Linked DNA regions of Mus musculus: region 2 is linked to region 1. Evidence: chromatin contacts called from public promoter capture Hi-C data. All regions are on one chromosome and are shown on one strand. The core of a region is the stretch at or near the end of the contact, and the rest is flanking DNA. Distances in the headings are between cores, read along the strand shown. Region 1 holds the start of Iqsec3 (IQ motif and Sec7 domain 3). Region 2 holds the start of Slc6a13 (solute carrier family 6 (neurotransmitter transporter, GABA), member 13).

Evidence for each region. Promoter capture Hi-C pulls out the DNA fragments that hold promoters and counts their contacts.
Region 2: a contact with region 1 is called in a promoter capture Hi-C map of stem cell-derived epiblast-like cells, with 2.6 times the contacts expected there. The contact joins the promoter of Slc6a13 here to the promoter of Iqsec3 in region 1. A contact is called at or near these places in 7 of 39 promoter capture datasets (the 3T3-L1 cell line, cranial neural crest, embryonic stem cells and 2 more) and 1 of 115 datasets of contacts at active chromatin or transcription factors (forebrain).

What each region holds. Positions count from the first base shown.
Region 1 is chr6:121,472,352-121,475,051 of GRCm38.p6, forward strand. Iqsec3 (IQ motif and Sec7 domain 3) reads right to left here and starts at 1,327. Exons shown (of 14, transcript NM_001033354.3): 1 at 674-1,327. The coding sequence starts at 1,212.
Region 2 is chr6:121,298,926-121,301,646 of GRCm38.p6, forward strand. It overlaps Slc6a13 (solute carrier family 6 (neurotransmitter transporter, GABA), member 13), which reads left to right and starts at 1,363. Exons shown (of 15, transcript NM_144512.3): 1 at 1,363-1,404.

The sequences.
Region 1 (2,700 bases), core at 77-2,576:
AAGATGTTCACTTGGGTCAGAAGGGAGAAAGCTTTCCCAAGTGAGCCACTCCTGGCTCTGACTCCCACTGCATCAGATAAAGAGCCAGCTCCTTCCCCTGGGCAGCGCTGTCTCCCACCATTCATCTTCCTGTATCCAGCTCCCCTGCCTGTTCCCGTTCCCCCCCCACCTCCTGTCCTTTGCTTTATCCTACCCACTCTAATCCTTGCTGCTGGACCCCAGCCCCTATAAAGCGCTTAAACTTCCTGATCAAGTCTGTTTTGGTGTCTCACTCTTTATTTAAACAGTTGTACTATGCAAACTCACTTCCGAATTTTTCCTAGCTTAAATCCTTCAATGGTCCCCTGCTTTGGCTTAATTTTTTTGCCCCCAACTTCCTCCCAATTTTATCTCCCTTAATTTCTGGAAGTTATCATTATCCCCAACCAGTTAAAGCCCATTCCTCTCATTTTTTGCTCCAAAGATGGTCCAAATACTTCCTTTGGCTCCAACCACCACAGACCTTCCAACGCGGATCTCAAGCCCTCCTTTGCGGGACTCTCCTTGACACATTTTTTTACCCAAGGCATTTTTGCCCGCTTCACTTCACAGTGCTCAAGTCCTTCACTCTTACACACAGATTTCCCATTTCCTCACACCCACTTGCTTCTCCCACCTCCTTGTCCCCACTCACTCGGGTCTCCTGCTCAGGACGCCCTTGCCGAGGGCGGCGGGGGATGCGTGTTGAAGCAGGGCTCCCGCGGCAGCACAACAACTCGAGGGACGCTCCTTCTCCTTGTCAGCTATGGCCCCGGGTGCCACCGGGTGCTGGTGGGGCGACTGAGGAGTCTGAACCCTGCTGCTGGGTGCAGGTTGGGGCTGCGCCAGGAGCTGACCGTGGTGCTGAAGCGGCGGCTCCGGTGAAGCGGGTATGAGCTGTCCGTGGTCCTGAAGCGGTTCCTGGGCCGCAGCGGCGGCCGGAGCAGTGACTGCAGGAGCAGGCAGTGGGGCAGACGGCGGCGGGGGAACCAGCCCAGGCGGAGGCTGGGCTTGCAGCAACTGCTGGTGTTCCCACAGGCTGCGGTTCTCCGCGCTCAGCTCGTCTAGACGCCGCTCCAGCTCATCGATGCGCTGGCGCTGGGTATGGATGAGGCTTTGCTGGTTCTGCACGATGGCCGTGAGCTCCTTGAGGTAGAGCACGGCGCGCACCGGGTTCTCCAGCAGGCTCTCCATGCCGCCCGCCGCCGCCTGCGCCCTGCCTGCGCCTAGGCGGGCGGCGGGGAGCGTGAGCGCGCAGGAGCCCAGCAGCCCAGCAGCTCTGGCGGTCGGTGGCCTCCCTCCCTCTCTCTCCCTCCCCTTCCCGCCGTCGCCTGCGCGTCACCGCCACACAGGCATTCGCACACGCACTGAGGGGCGGACCGGCGCCAGGGCCCACCTCCCACCTCTGGGCTTCGTGAGGAACCCTGCTTCCCGCGGGGGCGTAGGAGAGGCGGGTGGGGATGGGGAGCAGAGGGGAAGAGGCTGGGTCGAGCAAAATACTCTATGAAAATCCAGGATGGAGATCAGTCCTACCAGGGAAGAAGGAAGAGCCAACCCAAGCAGAAGCGCTGGGAAAGTGCTATAGAACTAAGACAAAAAGGAAGCCGCCAGAGAAAGATGAAGAATAAAGGAAGCTGCCAAAGACATAGAGAAGTACAGGCACCCAGCTCTAAAAGGTCACAGTCACGTTTTCCTGTATCTAGGCACCTCAGAGGCAGGGCCCATTTTTAAGACCTTCTAGGGAGGAGACACACCTGCCTTTTTGATGCTCAACAATTTGCTCTGTAGGATGTCCGTGAACAGTTATGAGACCCTAGAGAACAAGGCGTGTGTCTGTTGCTTAGTTCTGGCGGGGGTAAGTTAAGGCAGGAAGGCTGCACATGCAGGGATTTTTCTCTGGAAATGAGATCTCATGGCTCTTTGGACCTCTCTGACAGGAACAGAAACCAAATAGAACCTCTGAGGTTCCCGCTTCCAGAACCTTCTGAAGCAACCATTCTTTTTGACAGTTAGGAAGCACATGCAATTAGTAAATACTGGACTAGGAGATGATATAATAAAAACTACCAGGATGGATTTGTTGGCTTCTTGTAGCTTATAAGCAGTGGATCAAAGACTTAATAATTAATTTTGAAAGGTGGGAGTAAGACAGAGCTGTGATCAGAGTGTTGTAGGAGTCACCAGTCTGGGGATCTCCGGAATGCTTCTTGGAAGAATTAACATTTGAGGAGGGAGGGGTTTTCCTGGAAGCTCAGAGACATGAATCAACATGGAATTATCTGTTAATTTTTCAGTTTTTGCACATAACATCCACTAGATGCAGCATTATACTAGGTCAGCCAGGAGGAAAATTAAGGCAGGAAGGCTGCTAGGGCTAGATTTTTCTCTAGAAATGAGGTCTCAGGGTATTTGGAGTAATAATTCATATGCAACAGTGTGCGCTCATTCTGACTACACAGCTCCGTGGATTTTGACAGTATACACCCGATCGCTCATCACTACAAACAAAAAAACTGTTACGTGTAATAAGCACCCCTCTGCTCTGTTCAACTTCTTGTCCCCAGCCCCAGCTAAGCACTCATCTGCTTCCTCTAAACACACATTAGTTTTGCCTGTTGTGGAATCTAATATTAACGAAGTCACATAATGTATACTTGCTTGTGTCTGATATGTATGTGGTCC
Region 2 (2,721 bases), core at 113-2,612, 170 kb before region 1:
AGGCTGGAGAGGTGGCTCAGTGGTTAAGAACTCTAGTTGCCCTTCCAGAGGACCTGGGTTCGAGTCCTAGCACTCTCACTACGTGGGCCCACATCTGCTTGGAAGTCCAGCCTCAGGGGATCTGACACCCTCTCCTGCCCTCCAAGGGCACCCACATAGATATACACATACACAGACGTATACACATAAATAAAAGTAGAAGATACAATCTTTTTTATTAAAAAAAAAGTCTCCAAGAAGCTCATTCTGAATAATTCTTAAACAGCATCAGTAGCTATTCATGAACTGGCTACATTATCAGATCCACTCTCTCCTGAAATCTCCTGCAACTTTCCAAGGTGCGCAACACTGTCTTCATCTTATAGCTGCAAGAATGAGAGTTTCCAGAAGCTGTGTGCTCTGCTCAAAACTCCAAGCTCCCGAGTGACAGATGTGGTGCTTGGCCCCTGTGCTGCCTGGCACCAAAGCTTACACAGTGTCCCCCTGCACTGCCTCGCAGCAGGTGGTGAACCCAAGACTGCGCTCTAGTCTTGGGACTCACAGCTGAAGGAACAGCCGGCCACCTCCGAGGGTCATCCCTGCCTGGAAAGAAAGTCCTGTGACTAGCTGTCTGCCTCCCATTGCCAAATCTTCCCTGATGACTTTGCTTTAAACCTTGGCATTTCATTGATTGCAGCTAAAAAAAAAGTTCTCGAACATTGTCAAAGAATTCAAACAATACTGGAGCTTCAAAAGGAAGAGAAAAATCTCCTTAACTACCGTTTCCTAACCCAGCTCTGTTCTGAGTGCAACCACTATTAACTCAGAAACCTTTTCCAGACGTTTCAACATTGTGTGTGCACATACGTGCGTGTGTCTGTGTGCATGTTGGATATTTTACTGACTTCTCACAGTTCAGTAATCTAATGTGTGGTTATTGTTGTTTTCCTAAATCATTGTCCCTTCTAGAATGCCATTTGGAACCCGATAAGGTTGGTATACTTTTAAATTAATCCTAATAGCACCTCACCAAATAAGCACCTACTACTGACTGCTTCCCAGGAGTCCTTGAGTTGTGGGAAGACAGGGCAACTGGCTGATCTCTTTATGGAGATCCCAGAGTCAGGGGGAAGGGCAGACAAGCTGTGGCAAGACACATGCTGTAGTAGAATCACAAGCAACCGGCTGAACTGCCAGGGCGGACAGAGTCCCCAGGCCAGGGAATCACTCATGTGCGGATTGTCTGGTGGCCGAGGGGGAGGGGAGAACGTGGGAGGGGGAAGGCAGGAGGCGGAATGTGGGCCGGGTCAAGTTTAGGATTACATGCACCACAGGGCGGTCTCCAGCCACGCTTTAAATAGCCAGCCCCTTCCCTGGCCCCCTGGAGAATTCTCCGACAAGACCTCAGGCAGAAACTTCACCAAGGTTCGGAATATTCTCTGCTCTTTCTCTCTTTTTCCTGTTTCTGGGCCTCAGAATGTAGGTTGGTGGGATCCATGGATTTACAACCATGATGTCCTCTGGATGGTGTTCTTGGTTCGCTCCTGGGTGTGCAGGTGCAAGCATTTTCTGCTATTCTCTTGACATTCTGAAAGGGGTGGCTCATGACTTAAGGGTGACAGAGGAGGGGTCGAGAATTCTAGTTGGAGAGGAGAATGATTGAGTTTCAGGGTGAATATAGAATTCATCTCTCCACTCAAGCCTCACAGCTGAGTCTACGCCAATGTTCCCACTGTCACAGACCAGCAAACTAAGGCTGCGTTACTCATTAACCTCAGGGGTCAGGCAGGGTGCTAGGGACGGCTGTGGTCTGAACCCGGCATGCCTGAACCCGTGCTTTCTCCACTGCTCCTGAGAAGCACGGGGCTAAGAGGCAGAAGGTTACTGCTTGGTTGCTGGAAGGGGGATGAGGCCAAGTGGGATGGCTTTGCCTCACAGGAAGGCATCCCTGTGATGGTTAGGAAGCGAGGCCAGGATCAGCATGAGGCCGAGAAGATCAGGTCAGTCAGGTGAGAAACAACACCTTGACTTTCACCTTCTTGTCCACAGCGAATTTGGATCCCACTCCCCAGCTTGTCAAATAATCAGAGATGTCTTCTATTCCTGGCCCTTTGGGCTGACTTTTCTGGTCCCTAGGGTTGCAGATAGAACCTAAGGGAAGTCTCTGGCTTGGAGAGGTTTCTGGTGAGAAGGTTCCATACTCTGAACTTGTTTGGGGGTTCGGAGAAAGCCCACCTGCTTAGTTCTCTACAAAGAGGCCACTCTAAATCAACCACAGGGCCTGAGTTACACAGTCTGAGCACCCAGGAATCACCTTAAGTTTATGTTATAGATCAAGTCCTTGGAGAAGCTGGGCCATTAGACCTTGTCTCAAAACAAACAAACAAACAAACAAACAAACAAACACAAAAACTAAAACAAAGACCTAAACAAGAGGAGCCATTGCACAAAGCGAGGAAGGAGTCACTAACATTAAGTGTGTTGATAAACCAAGGCAGCGAACAAGAGCTCATTGGTAGAACCAAAAGAGCAGTAAGTGCAGAGTGACTTCAAGTCTCCATACGATTGACTACCTAGGTGGCAACAGTGACTTGACTTAACAGAGCAGCGGCTGCAGGTATTTTATGTACCATCATTTTCTCAACAATGACAGGGTTGGTGTAGGAATTAAATGACCATGTGTGCAATGCTTAGTCCAGGGTAGCTGCTCATTAAGTTTAAAACACATCCGAATTTATTCTC